Linked DNA regions of Mus musculus: regions 1, 2, 4 and 5 are each linked to region 3. Evidence: chromatin contacts called from public HiChIP or PLAC-seq and promoter capture Hi-C data. All regions are on one chromosome and are shown on one strand. The core of a region is the stretch at or near the end of the contact, and the rest is flanking DNA. Distances in the headings are between cores, read along the strand shown.

The links. Promoter capture Hi-C pulls out the DNA fragments that hold promoters and counts their contacts. HiChIP or PLAC-seq counts read pairs in DNA pulled down with a chosen protein or histone mark.
Region 1: a contact with region 3 is called in a promoter capture Hi-C map of liver, with 2.8 times the contacts expected there. The contact joins the promoter of Zfp207 here to the promoter of Nf1 in region 3. A contact is called at or near these places in 3 of 39 promoter capture datasets (hippocampal neurons and liver) and 1 of 115 datasets of contacts at active chromatin or transcription factors (microglia).
Region 2: a promoter capture Hi-C map of liver shows a contact between it and region 3, with 2.5 times the contacts expected there. The contact joins the promoter of Spag5 here to the promoter of Nf1 in region 3. A contact is called at or near these places in 4 of 39 promoter capture datasets (3T3-L1-derived adipocytes, hippocampal neurons and liver).
Region 4: a contact with region 3 is called in a FOXA1 HiChIP or PLAC-seq map of pancreatic cancer cells. The contact joins the promoter of Traf4 here to the promoter of Nf1 in region 3. A contact is called at or near these places in 1 of 39 promoter capture datasets (pre-B cells) and 1 of 115 datasets of contacts at active chromatin or transcription factors (pancreatic cancer cells).
Region 5: a contact with region 3 is called in a promoter capture Hi-C map of pre-B cells, with 3 times the contacts expected there. The contact joins the promoter of Eral1 here to the promoter of Nf1 in region 3. A contact is called at or near these places in 3 of 39 promoter capture datasets (hippocampal neurons, liver and pre-B cells).

Annotation. Positions count from the first base shown.
Region 1 is chr11:80,381,669-80,384,541 of GRCm38.p6, reverse strand. Zfp207 (zinc finger protein 207) reads right to left here and starts at 1,263. Exons shown (of 12, transcript NM_001130169.1): 1 at 1,047-1,263. The coding sequence starts at 1,087.
Region 2 is chr11:78,300,167-78,302,972 of GRCm38.p6, reverse strand. Spag5 (sperm associated antigen 5) reads right to left here and starts at 1,382. Exons shown (of 24, transcript NM_017407.3): 1 at 1,263-1,382; 2 at 953-1,078. The coding sequence starts at 1,313. It overlaps Gm3948 (predicted gene 3948), which reads left to right and starts at 1,462. Exons shown (of 4, transcript NR_166889.1): 1 at 1,462-1,668; 2 at 2,763-2,806.
Region 3 is chr11:79,338,469-79,341,168 of GRCm38.p6, reverse strand. It overlaps Nf1 (neurofibromin 1), which reads right to left and starts at 1,277. Exons shown (of 58, transcript NM_010897.2): 1 at 1,110-1,277. The coding sequence starts at 1,169.
Region 4 is chr11:78,164,286-78,167,095 of GRCm38.p6, reverse strand. Traf4 (TNF receptor associated factor 4) reads left to right here and starts at 1,546. Exons shown (of 7, transcript NM_009423.4): 1 at 1,546-1,798. The coding sequence starts at 1,656. It overlaps Nek8 (NIMA (never in mitosis gene a)-related expressed kinase 8), which reads left to right. Exons shown (of 15, transcript NM_080849.3): 15 at 319-990. The coding sequence ends at 347.
Region 5 is chr11:78,079,108-78,081,938 of GRCm38.p6, reverse strand. It overlaps Eral1 (Era (G-protein)-like 1 (E. coli)), which reads left to right and starts at 1,556. Exons shown (of 10, transcript NM_022313.2): 1 at 1,556-1,862. The coding sequence starts at 1,580.

The DNA of each region.
Region 1 (2,873 bases), core at 14-2,513, 1.0 Mb before region 3:
CTAACTCAAAATATTTCTTTTCAAAAGAAAAGGCAACTTCAAACTGGGCAGTGGTGATCCATGCCTTCAATCCCAGCACTGGGGAAGCAGAGACAGGCGGAGGCCAGCCTGGTGGACAGAGCAATTTCCAGACAACCAGACCCCCAATCCCAAATAAAAAGACAGAGGGGGGGGGGAGGCAATTTCACAATTCATTAAATATACAATAGAGTTGAAACTGGGAATTCATAATCCATTATACAACTCATGACAAAGGGCACATTCAACTAAGAATCCATAAAATTTCTTCCAGTTTCATTATTAATCTATGCATTCAGGAAATGTAAATTCGCATATACTAAGAGTTCTGACCTCGCAAGACTTTTTCTGTGAGTGCATTAAATAATTCGTGACGGATTTTTAGCTACTTAACTATTTTAAAAACAAATTTGTCTTGAGACAAATAGTTTTCTTGTAATAGATTAAAAAAAATCAGTTTAGCGTAATACGTTATCCACAAAAAAAAAAAAAAAAAAAAAAGAGAGAAAATTGTTTTCCTTCTTAACAGTTTAACCAGTCCTACAAAATTGGGTAACGATAATAGAAACTCCACCCAGTTAAGCAACCGCTTCCCCAAGATTAAGGCGCCCGAAAGAGAGGCGGAAGCCGATTCTTCACCGCGAGGGGGGGGGGGCTAGTCACAGTTCAATTATCCAGGGAGTCAGGACATTTACCCCAAACTCAAGTCCCTTTGTGGGGTCTTCAACGAAACAACGGAGACAGGAGTTCTTAGGGACGACTGCACTTGGGGAACGTCTCCAGGCCCAATGATCGCGACAAACAAGCGCCTGAGTCACCGAGTTCAGCGCCACCAAACTCCGGAGCCCTCTCGCCCGAAGAACCCCATTTTACAAGAAACCACCCCAAATCCTAACCCAGCCACAGCACAAAGGCTCGGCTGGGCCCGGCCGGGCCCTACCAAACAGGCTTAACCCAAACCTATCAGACTTGTGTTCTCAAGAAGCGACACCCACGCTCGGCCTCCACGTCAACCCCACAAAGGATACCAGCACCACGGCTTGAGCTGCTTCTTCTTCTTGCGACCCATAACTGCGCCCTACAGAACAGGCAGAATAGAGGCGGAAAGAAGCTGGAAAAAACAAAAAACAAAAAACCCAAGAGACTCGCAGAGTTCTCCACACCAACCGCCACCAGCGCGTCCCGCAGGAAACAGACACAAAATGGCCGACACCCTCGTTCTATCTCCACCTCCCATCAGCCACCGCGGTGAGAGCTGTGCGGGTCACGTGACGCAGGCTTCGGCCCTGAGTGGCTGAGCGGGCGCTGCCGCCATCTTAATGGGGTTAAGTGGTGGTGGCGCTCCCGGGCTGAGGACGCTGATCCTTTAGAGCTTGGGTCATCCAGTACGTCGGCTATCCCGTATGCAAATTGAAGGGAGGAAAAGATTAGGAGTATAATTAAGGATAGATTACAAATAAATAAAGATAATTGGGACATGGTCAATTTGGGTTTTGTTTTGTTTTGTTTTTTGCTGTTGTGTGTTTTGCTTTTATTTTTTGAGATGGGTCTCTTCATAGCCCTGCTGATAGAGGAAATGACCAAGCTGGCCTCAAACTCAAAGATGCGCCTGCTTCTGCCTGCCAGCGACTGTTTGGGATTAAAGGCACACGCCCGGATTGCGACCTGGTCAATTTTTAAATCTTGTTTCAGTTGCCTTTCGGGAGTGGGGCGTATATGGTCAAGGAAGAGTTACCGTTTTTTTTTTCAGTGAACCACAGTCTAGGAAGCAGTATGGGTGAGATCAGCAGTAGCGATAAGGGAAATGTGAAGTGCTTCAGAATCGCAAAAAGGCAATCCTTAAGCGGCTTCGGAGAACATAGGAATGTTTAGAAAGATGAAAGAAGATGCAGTGGGAGAAAGCTTAAGTTATCTTATTACCTGGGTCTTGTGTCTGTTGTCCCAGCACTCAGAAGGCCAAGACAGAAAATGCTATGAGGCTAAGACTTAGAGGCTAGCCTGGAGAACAAAGCCTGATCTTGTCTTTGAATAAAAAAAAAAAAATTTTTTTTTTAAAATGCAGTGAGCCAAGCATGGATGGTGCATGCCTTTAATCCCAGCACTCAAAAGGCTGAGGCTGGTGGATCTGAATGTATAGCCAGGTTCCTGCCTACATAGAACATTCAGGGTTATGTAGAGAAACCTTGTATCGAAGTTTTAATTACTGATAAAATGCAGTGTTTGAGGATTTGAACTTAAAAGTAACAAGACAGGAAAAGTGTTGCTGGCAAAAGATAATCCTGGAAAATGTGGCAAGGAAGAGTGTAAGAGAATTGGATATTGTATATGCTGAAGTCTCTTGAAACCACAGAAAGGTTCGCAAACAAAAAATGTTGGTGGAACATGCCTGCAATCAGGGAATTCCAGGAGGCTGAGGCTGGAGTTAAAGGTCTAACCTCAGTTACATAGTGAATTAAATAATGCCTGGGATACATGAAACTTCATTTAAAAGTAAGATTGAGGGGCCTGGAGAGATGGCTCAGCTGTTAAGAGCACTGAAACTCACTCTGTAGACCAGGCTAGCCTCAAAAGCAGAAATCCGCCTGCCTCTGCCTCCCAAGTGCTAGGATTAAAGTCATGGACCACCACTGCCTGGCTTAATTACTCCTTTTTTTAACTTTTACAATTTTCTAATACTGCCGCCCAAAGTCTTAGGTTGCCTTTCAATTCTGTCTGAATTCTGTCTTCGGGACAACCTATACTGTGTTTGCACAGATCTATGAGAATCTGATGTTTCTGAGTTCATACGGTTGCTAGGACACTACCCTGTTTTCATGAGATGAACCCCATAAGTGGAATCAATAGGACTCTACAAG
Region 2 (2,806 bases), core at 133-2,632, 1.0 Mb after region 3:
CATCTAGCAAGCACAAAGACCTAGGTTTAATACCCAGCACCATAAAATAACAAAATCATGGTCAAAGAAAAAAAAAAGCAAACTTTCATATTTTGAAAGAATGGTAGGCTTCCTGGTTCTCCCTATAGGAAGAGGAAATGATAGCAATTTCTTCAGGACAATTTCCCAAGTAAGTTCTACAAAATGTCTTTAAAGAACCCAGTGGGTCAAACTCCTCTCTTGACAAGTTTTACAAAAGCAGTTTGTACTATTTCTCTTAAGTCATTTGACAAGTAATTAAAAAAAAATCTAAAACATTAAAAAAAAAATCTAAAAGTAGAAAAGAAGCTGAGTGGTGGTAGTGGTGGCTGGCACCCTTGATCTCCGAACTGGAGAGGCAGAGGTAGGCAGATCTCTGAGTTTCAGGCCAGCCTGGTCTACAGAAAGTGTTTCAGGACAGCCAGGTCTACACAAAGAAACTCTGTCTCAAAAAACAAAAACAAAAACAAACAAACAAAACCCAAAACAACAATAATAGTAACAGTAACAATAGAAAACCTTCTAACTAAAAGGTACAGCTCAATATAGGCAATTCTGCAAGGTAATAGTTTAAAGTATTGGATACAGGAAAATTCTAACTACCCCATAGGATAGATGGATATGGTTTCAACTCTTGGAGACAGATCTCTCCATAAATGTGCCAGTATTTCTCGGGAATTTGGTATAGGTCAAAAACAAGAAAAGAGGTAAAGAAAAAAAAAAATCGAACCCAGCTAAATAGAGGTGTGGGTTCTCAGTGGATTCGTTTTAACCACCCCAGGGCACCTCTCTGTTGGCCTGAATAGCTGTAAATGGATGTCACGGAAGTGGAAGACTTCATTATCGTTATTAATTACGTTCCAGCTTTGGCCCTCTGTTCCTCTGAGCATCTGAGCCTGGGCAAACAGCCCAGTTGTGAAGCTAAAAATCTCACCTTCAGCTCCAGCCTGCACAGGTATGGGGTCAGCGCGGAGATCATAGAGGGACCTTTCCCTGAATCGGCGAGGGCCTCGGGCTGTAGTTTAAGCTCTCGGAGAGGAGTACTCATAGCTGGCTTCCCCTGAGAGAGAAAGCGAGTGTGAGGAAAGCTGGTCTCGGCCTCCCGGAGTGTTTTCCCACAACCGCTAGGCCGGGGCGGACAATGCCTCCCGCTGCCCCACTTCGTCCGGAGCCGGACTTCACCGGCCTCGGCCCCGCCCGGCCCCGCCCAGGTAGCGCCCTGTCTGCCGGAGTTCTCTCCTCACCTTTTGGGGCGAAGGCGACAAACCGAGATTCAGTGTTTTCACCCTCCACATTTTCAACTCGATCACTTAACCAGACCAAGTCGAAATGGCCACTTTCACCCGCCGCCTCTATTTGAACCCAATACGCACTTCGGGATTGGCTGCGGGGCCGCGGTACGTATGGTGGGCGGGACCTGCGCGCGTCACGCCCCCACGAGCCGCTCAGCCTAACGCCTCCACTGAAGCACCCATCTGGCAGGCTGGTGTGTCTGTGGGCTGCTGGAGAGTCGTGGAGTCCTGTTTCAGTGGCTCCGTTCCCCCGGTTACCGAGTGAGCCGCACTTCCCCCAGGGTTGGGCTGTCCAGGCATAGGTGCCAGTTTCATAACGGCCAGAGGGAGTTCCTAAGTGCCCAATTTCGGCCTTCAGGTAACCGCCTCTTCAGAATTTCTGGGCCTTTCTTGTGTCTAACCTCGGAGCCTACTGTAACAAGATCACTAGAATAATAGTTGATATTTACTTTACTGTGCATTTATGGTGATCTGTTTCAAGTGCTTGCTATATTAATAACTAACTCTCTCACACACATACACACTCTCACACACACAAACAGCGTGTCCCACACCACCACTGCCTGGCCCTCAGCCTCTTGAATGATGAAATCACAGGCCAATTTAGAAGTGTTAATGTATGAAGAAAAAGAAGAGAACCAAAGAAGAGCTTTAATGTTAGAAACTGTAGGGTTCTGTCAGGGTATGCGCGCCCATCAGGAACTGTACTGGTCAGTAACTTTCTGCGGGCTGCATGTAGCTCTGAATTCTTCAAATGGGAATATAATACAGGTGTGAAATGCACATTGCATTTCAGACCTTGTATGGAAAAACTATTTTTTTAATGTTAATTGCATACTGAAATATTTTTAGATATGCTAGGTTAAATAAAATATATTAAAATTTCTTGTTTTAAACCTTTTGAACATGGGTGACAATTTTAAAATTATGTAAGGGGAAGAATGGGGCAATGACTCCATCTTAGAGCTTGTCAGGAAAGCTTGAGGGCCTGAATTTGGATCTCCAATACCCAATAAAAAGCCGGGCATGGTGGTGCACACTTTTAATCTCAACACTGAAGAGGCAGAAGCAGGTGGATCTCTGTGAGTTCGAGGCCAGGATGGTTTACACAGTGTGTACCAAGACAGCCAGGGCTACATAGATCCTGTTAAAAAAAAAAAGGGCTGGGTGCAGCAGTTTTTGCCTGTTCTCCTAACAACATGGGGGCTGAGGCAGAAATGAGAGGATCCCCTGGGGTTTGCTGCTCAGTTAGTCTAATGAATCAGTGAGTTCTGGGTTCAATAACAGAAAATGTCTTGAAAGATAAAGTCTAGAGTGATTGAAAAAAATATGTAATGTTGACCTCTGGTTCCACAAAGCCCTACACATGTGAGCAAGCAGGTAGACAGGTACATGAACATGTACAGACATATAAGTTATACTAACTTGTGTTTCATTTCTTCTTTGTGACAGGGTCTCTCTGTGTACTTGTTGCTACCCTGGAAATCAGATCAAGC
Region 3 (2,700 bases), core at 28-2,527:
GGACACCCCCTGGCAGAACTGCAACAAAAAGCAACCATCCTTTAAACCAGCCCCAGCTATCTGTAGATAGCATCAAATTAAACTAGTTCTCATGGACAAAAGGCTATGTGTGGGTTGTCTACTCATCAGCCTTAGAATTTTATGTGTGGAAAACTCAGCGAATAAAAAGCAACCTTCCTAAACTACAAAACTTTTCCCTCCATCCCAAGTAGTCTCAATGAGGGTTCAAAGAGTCAAAAACAAGTCAAACAACAACAAACCATGGTCACAATTATTGGCCCTAGGACCACATCCTAGCTGTCTGTCTCTGCTGTCTAGTCTGTAGCTAGATTTTCCCTTTGCTTTCACCCTTCTCCCCTTACTCTTGGAGTCTCACTTAGGAAAGCCAAGATTCATTCTGGGGCTGCTGGCAAGCAGGGACTGGAGAGGGGGGTGTGATCATCAAGCAAGGAAGGGGGAGGGGAGTCATTTCAGAACTACGGTTTCCCCTGCAAACGCAAAAGGCAACCTTGTGTCATCCGGCTATCAAGGATGCTGGTGTGAACATCATCCAGGCAAGCTGACGCCCCGAGCAGAAAAGTAAGAAAACCTGTGCTTTCCCTACTCCTGCCCCCAAGGGGCAGCTACAGAAAATGGGGGTGGGGCAGGATATTATCTTGCTCCTACTGGGGATGCATACACAGACTGGGGGTTCCTTCGGTTATCCCCAGTTACGAGGATGGGGGGGAGGGGGTTAAGGGAAGAGGGAACCCCTATCTACCTCCTTCTAAAAGGGGAGAGTTAAGAGAGAACCATTAAATCCAGATGGAGTGGCCCTGAAAGCGCCCCCAGGTCACTCATCCCCGCACCAAGAGCAAGCGGAAGGGCTGGGATAAAGGGGATGGAGGGCTGGTCACGGGCAAGGCCCCACCCCCCCGGTTTAGGAGGGAAGGAGAGCCCCGGCTCACAGCCGAATCCCCGGGCAGTCCCCTAGCGTCGCCCCCCCACCCCAGCCCTTCCTCGGTCTGCGGAGCCCCCGGCAGCCCGAGAGGCAGCCGCTCCTTCCTCCCCTCACCCACCGCGTCCCCACCCCCACCCGCTCCCACCTCCTGCCCGCCGCGGCCCGTTACCTGCTCGTCGAAGCGGCTGACCACGGCCTGGACCCATTCCACCGGCCTGTGTGCGGCCATGTCCTCCCGGCGACCCGGGGGCGGTGGAGGGCCGGCGTCCGGGGCCCGCCTGAGGGCGGGCGGGCGGCCGGCGCGGAGGTGAGGGCAGCGGCGAGCCGAGCGGCTGAGGAGTGCGGGCAGCTAGCGTTCCCACGGGGGTGGGGACGGGGGCCCGCGCGGCCCGCCGGGAGGGGGACAGGGGAAGGGGGCGTTGGCGAGGAGACTGGGGGAGGGGTGGGGAGGGGAGCCCGGGGAGGGGAGGGCGCCTGTGGGTGGCTCTCCCCACTAGCGCCGTCTCCCCTCAGCCATCACAGTCCGAGACGCCGCCATGACACCCCACCGGAAGTGGGATCCTTTCCACGGCTCGGGGAGAGGGAGAGCGAGCGAGCTTGAGATTGAGAGCGCGGCTGGGAAAGGGGAGGGGGAAGCGAGAGGGAAGGGGCCTGCTGCGCATGCGCCCGCGGCCGGCCGGTTTCATTAATGAAAAAGCGAGTCCTCCTGGAGGTGACGTCACCTAACTCCTCCGGGCCCGGAGGCGCGCGTCCCTCGCTGCCGCGGGTCTCCCCACCTAAACTGGCGCGGGGCTCTGGCCAGAGAATCTGAGCCGACTCCGGTGCGTAGGCTGTCATTGCCACCGCCGCCTCGAACAGCCCTTCCCCCGCTGGCCTCCGGGCTTGGATCGCTCCCGGGGTTAGAAGTTAGGGTGTCCTGAGGCTAGGCTTTCTCTCCGACCGCTGATCTCTGTCGCTGATCTGTCCCGGAGGCTGGAGTCAGTCTCTCTCCGCTTTCTTCACTTAAAAATGTAAGGCACACACCGCCACGCAGTCGATGGGGCTTCTGAAGGCTGCTGAAAACGGGTAAAAAGAAGGCCAAGAGAGATTCCGTGATTTTTTTCTTTTTAATGTCGCTTAAATTCCAAAGCAAGGCCCAGTGGTGATCCAAGTTGGAGACTAGAATTCCCCAATCCGAAATTCCTCAACTAAACTGACGGACAACCAAGTTAATAAAACTTTTTGCACGGATGATAATTCAGATTGAAGACTAGTTCACCATACTGTAAAGACCTTTAAAAGGCCTAACATTTATGCATTTCAGCCTTTCGAACAAACCTTTCCAGTAGGACTCAGTAGCCTGACCTATCTGATGAACAGAGCACTGGAGGTTCCAGGATACATGCCCAAGGGCTGATAAGTACCAAAATGGTTTGACTCTAAGAACAAATCGAGAAGGATGGCTCTCCAGAAACAAGGGCCTTCCCAATGCCCAGAACCAGAGTTTGAAGGACTTGTGTGGAATTGGCTGTGCACACTTACAAAAGAGGATAAACCCAAAAGATAGTTTGCTCGGGGCTAGCCTGTTCTACTTGGGGATTTCCAGGCCAAGCAGAGCTACAGGGTGAAGCTCTCTACTCATCGGATGGGGAGGGAAAGGCGCTCTGACACTGGACTTTGAAATGAGTTTTCTTCAATGCACTTGAATTAAGTCAGTGTTAAAATGTGTTTAGAAGCAGGATGTGGAGATGCTCGCTTTCATTAGAGGCAAGCAAATCCTC
Region 4 (2,810 bases), core at 297-2,796, 1.2 Mb after region 3:
CTACTCCCCACTCTATCTTCCATAGTTATAACCCAAATTACCCACCCAGAGCAATCTTCTGCCCCCAGAAAAATGTGGGAAATGGGGAGGGGACGCCATTTCCCCCCTCAGGGAGAAAAGGCTGCTTCTATGGCTCTCCACACCTTGTGTGAATTCTTGCTCCTAATACTTCCTGGAGCCAGTTGATAGGAAAACTTCCCTTTCTGGCCTGGCAGGAGGGTTCTGGCTCCAGGGCCCAATGAAATCAAAGAGGGCTGATGCTTGCTGTAGGCGTTGCCTCCAGAAAGGCAGTAGTAGCTTCTCTTTGATACTCTTCAGCAGTCACAGATGAACCAGTTCCCCCCTGAGGCGACAGGATGATCCAAGAGACCACCTTTGAGTATTCTGAAAAATGCAGGTGCCCGAGGAATGACTGTTGTCAGCGTCCTGGATTGTGTCGTCAATGGGGTAGAAAGGCCAGTGAAGTCTACTCTGTTCCCCCAAGTCCCTGTCTCCAAAGCTCTTTATCTTAGTAAATATCTGCAAGGCTCCAGTCTGGCAGGGGTCAACAGAAGGACGGCCTTCAAAACCTTTGCTAAAAAAAAAAAACGCACCTTTCTCCAACCACCCTCAGCCCAGTTAGAAAGTAAGTCCCTGACGGTGTCCTCTTGGAGACTCATGCCATGCTTTGGAATAGGGCAAGCCAGGGCTTGTTTGGACTGGTCATTAGGCTAGCCTAATCTCTGCATAGCTTGCAGCTGATAGGTTGGAGGGAGCCCCCTTTTCTATCTTACCCTGAGGCAAGGGTTTGCACAACCCCTGCGAAGGCACCCCTCCCCACACACACCTCTTAGGGAGGGGGTGCTGGAGCTATTTTTTTGTTTGCTGAGGAGATACTGCTGAAAGGTTGCCCTTTCCCCAGGCTATTCACCAGACCTAGACTGGGGAGAAAGGTAACCCGACCAATTTCTCAAAGGTTTCAAAGTATCACTAATAAAAATATCAAATGCCTGCTTGGCTTATGATCTCTTACTGGGTGGGTGGAAGTGGCCGCTAGACACCCCAAGACTGGGTTGGGCCCGACTGTGGTTGCAGGGCAGCGGCCAGGAGGAATGTGGGCGCAGCCAGAGGCCTGAGGGCTGGGGCCGAGGTTCCGCTGGCCCAGCGCCCAGCCCAGTTTCCTTGCTCTAGCCTGGTTTACTGGGATCCTGTTGCCAGGCTTCGCTGCCTAGCACCTAGAAGCTAGGGCCCCGGGTCCCTGAGCGGCGCGTGGCGCAGGAGACCTTAAGGTGGCCTCTAAAGTGTCAAGTCTTTGTGGTGCGACCTGATAGGCACCATCGTAACGCAAGGGGACCCGCTTCTGGAAGACTCTCGGCCACACTCGGAGTTCCAGCGGGAAAGAGAAGCCTAATTTAACTTTCAAAGCCAGGGCAGAGTTCGGAGTGCGACAGCATTCGGAGTGAGGGGTTGTGGAGTGGGCGGGGCACGAGGGCGGGCTCTAGGACCATGGGGACGCGGCTCCGCCCCCTCTTCCGGCGGGCGGGGTTGCGGACCCGGGCCGGTCTCGGCCGCCAGTCGGCGCCGCCCGCAGCCGGGAAACGCGGCCCGAGCGAGGCGCGGGCTGTGGGGCCGCCGCGTGCCCGGCCCCGCTCGCCCGTGCCCGCTGCCAGCCCGCCATGCCCGGCTTCGACTACAAGTTCCTGGAGAAGCCCAAGCGGCGGCTGCTGTGCCCACTGTGCGGGAAGCCCATGCGCGAGCCTGTGCAGGTGTCTACTTGTGGCCACCGCTTCTGCGACACCTGCCTGCAGGAGTTTCTCAGGTGCGACCCGGGGCGGTGGGCCTCCGCCGGCAGTGCAGGGGGATGAGGGCGGTGCACGGGGGACGGGCTCGGGCCGGAGACACGTCGCGCCTTTGTCTGCGAGGCCGCCCGGTGACCTCAGGAGCGCCCACCATGATGTCAAGGGGCGGCAGTGACGTCAGGGCCCTGGGGAGGACCTTACGCACCCAAGCGTAGGGTCTCGGGTCCTACCTGCCCAGCTCCAGGTAGGAAAAACTGCCTCCCCACGCTCTGGCGGAGGGAAAGCCGCCCTTCCTGACCCGTAGCCGGCCCTTCCCCCCTACCTGAGAGCCCGAGCGGCCACAGTCTTGAACTTTGAATCCTTTAGGGAAGGGAAGGACAAAGCCTCTCTCTCCCGCGCGGCACTCAAGCCGCTGGAGTTTTCACCTGTCCAACCTCTTCTTTTCCTCTCTGACGTTGAGAGAGCGGCCGCTATTGTTCTCCCATTTCAGAGATTCAAAAAAATAAGGGCTGCGATTTGCCCAGGGTCACACGATTCAAGTCTTTAGCTGGGAATCCAGCCCGGGCTGCGTGTGGCCAAGCAGTAGAGGTTGGACTGTGACCTGCAGCCCTCCCCGCCTCTTAAGTGGGGAACCCTCCCTTGGGGTCTTGAGTACAATGGATGGTTGGTACATCGGCCACCCGGGTTGGTACTGAATGCCCTGTGCCCACTGAGGATCCAGGTCCTGCCTTGCGGCCTCAGGCATCGCTCACATTTCTGGGCACCCCTGGGCGGTCTTGAGGCTCCTGGCACTGAAGGCTGCATGTTGGAGGGGAGATCGGGGAGCCCCAACGCCCGTGGAGGTCGTGCTCTAGAGCACAAGGCAGGCTGAGTCTGCCGCGGTCCCGCGAGGGGAACTGGCAGGGAAAGCAATGTGGGACTTGTGCCTCAGTGCTTCGTCCCCACTGTCTTCCGAAGCCCCTGGCTGGCGGAAATCTCAGCAGGCCCTTTGTTTTTTGTTCCTAGCAGCCGCGGGCTCCTGCTCTCACATAT
Region 5 (2,831 bases), core at 307-2,806, 1.3 Mb after region 3:
TGCCTAGAATTGACTAGGTAGACCAAGCTGACTTCTAACTTGCAGAGATCATCCTTCTTCTGCCCACTAAGTGCTGGGATTAAGACAACATCTAATCTTCCAGGTTTCTCAACCTACCCTTACCCGTTTTTTTTTTTTTTTTTTAAATAAATCTTTTTTTTTTTTTAAAGATTTATTTATTTATTATATGTAAGTACATTGTAGCTGTCTTCAGACACTCCAGAAGAGGGTACCAGATCTCGTTACGGATGGTTGTGAGCCACCATGTGGTTGCTGGGATTTGAACTCTGGACCTTCGGAAGAGCAGTCGGGTGCTCTTACCCACTGAGCCATCTCACCAGCCCCCCTTACCCGTTTTTTAAGACAAGTATTCATCCCAGGCTGGCCCTCAATATCCTCATCCTTTGGCCTCCACCTCCTAAATGTTGGGGTTACAGGAACGCTCCATCACATACAGCTACCTGCTTTTTTTTTTCTTCTGCTCATTTTCCTTCAGTAAGATTTAATCTCAGAGCCTCGAGATTTAATCTCGAAAAAAAAAAAAAGCTTTAATCTCAGAGAATAGATAGGAGTTGATATTTAGAGAGGTAAATACAGTCTGCTACTCAACAGGAATGTTTACCACAGAACCACCCTTTAACTGAGGTCTAGACACCAAAAAGGTGCAGACTTCACAAAGCAACCTGTGCTGACTAGTTTTATGATAACTTGACACAAGCTGGTGTCATCTCAGAGGACGGAACCTCGATTGAGAAATTGCCTCCATAAGATTGGGCTGTAGGCATTTTCTTAATTAACTGTTGATATGGGAGGCATTGTGAGTGGTGCCACACCTGGGCTGGTGTTCCTAAATGCTATAAGAAAGCAGGCTGAACAAACCATGAGGAGTAAGCCAGTAAGCAGCATCCCCCTCCACGGTCTCTGCATCTACTCCTGTCTCCAGGTTTCTGCTTGGTTTGAGCTCCTTCCTTGTCTCCCCTCAGTGGATTGTGAGTCTAGACATATAAGCCAAATAAAACCCATTCTTCCCCAAGTAGCTTTTGGTTATGGTGTTTCATCACAGCTATAGTAACCCTAAGACTGCCACGCCCAGCTAAAACACAGCAAAAGAGGAAATAAGAAAGGATCCTGCAGGGTTGAGGCTAGAAAGCACTTAAAAAAGAAAAAGAAAAAAATCTAGTGAAATGAAGCTTAGAGCCCGTTCCCATGCCCACGCCCACTCCTAGCAATAAGAGAGTTTCTCCTCTTAAGCCGCTAAGAGGAGCTTCTGCGGTATGGTGTCCCGAGGAATGTCATTAGGAAGACATGGTTTAAAAGCTCTTTACACAACTTTGGCAGGAGGAGAAATGATGTGTTTGGGAGTCCAAGACGACTGTTATACTCAGGCAGGAAACACAGCACAATTTTGCCTTTCCTTAGCCTTTGGATACCGTCTTTCCCTCCGCCTCCTAGGGTATCCCTTGTTGTAGAATGGAGATTCTGTTTGGGCCGATCTAGCTTTCTTCCACTCGTTGGTCCGTGGGCTTCTCGGTCCAATCGCGTCGCGCTTCTGATCGGTACCAGGGTGCATTGCGGCAAAATGGCTGCCCCCAGGCGGTACTGCGCTGGGCTCGTTCGGGCCTTGTTAGGGGCCCGACAGGTGGGTTCGCATGCAGGGAGGGAATGGCTTGCTCCGCCCGGCTGTCTTCTAGGTAACCAGGCGAGGTGCGTGTCCTGTGTCGTGGGCTCCACTTTCTCTGGTCCCCTCCTGGCCTCGGCCTCTAGTCGTTATGGTCAGGACTCCGCCTTGGACCGTATCCTTGGATTTTCTCAGCCTGACAGTTCGTTGGTTCCGAGCGTCCCCGCGGTGTCGGTGCACAGAGGTAAAGGGTCCAGCTATGTTAGTTACAGGTGTTTGGTTCTATGACATGTTTTGATGTGTAGCCCAAACCAGCTTGGAATTCGGATCTTCCCGCTGCAGCCTCTTAAGTGTTGGGATTACAGGTGTTGGCCATGACCGGCCTCTGATGGTTTTAGCAGTGGAAATCATGTATCGTAAGTAAAATCCCTCTGCCTCTAGAAATAGCAGTTTAACTTCTCATTTAATAAAAAATAAACCTGAGCCCAAGGAGAGGCGAGTGGAGAAGGCTGTCAAAGAGTTTGAAAGTGAGGGTCTGTGAAACAGACGAAGGCTCTTGTTGCTTGACAACCTGAGTTCAGTCCTTGGAACTCATATGGTGGAAACTGAGACCCAGACAGTTTTGCCCTAACTACCATAAGCTCCCACTGACACACAAATAAATAAATATAGCAACATAAAGAGTTTTAGGAATGTGAAGAACCTAGACCCTCTGTTGGTTACAGTCAGTCATTAGTCAAGGCAAAGTTGTCTCCCTCAGTCCTCAATGCCCAGCCTGTGTTTTTTTTTTCTCCCATACAGTTGTCATTTTGAAAAAGAAGTTATTCATAAATAGTTAATGTGATTCCATATTACATATGAAAAAAAAAAAAAACAAGAGACTTAGAGAGTTTAGGTAACCTAATGATCAAGTAAGCTCAAATGCCAAACTATTCTCAAAGTTAAGAATGGGTTGGCTTCTGCCAAGCCATTACCAGGTCCTCAAGTCCTCATCAAGCAGTATAGACCCAATACGTGGATCTTGAGCCCTATCTACTTGGTTTAATCCTAAATTAAGTCAGGCCTTATGGTGCATGCCTGTAGTCCCTACACTGAGGAGGTGGAGGTGGAAGATCTGGAGAAAAATTTCAGCTCTGACTGTGGTACCCTATGCTGCTATGAAGGTACTGCAAAATGTTTCAATCTCTCCTTATGATACTGCATTGCAAGTAAC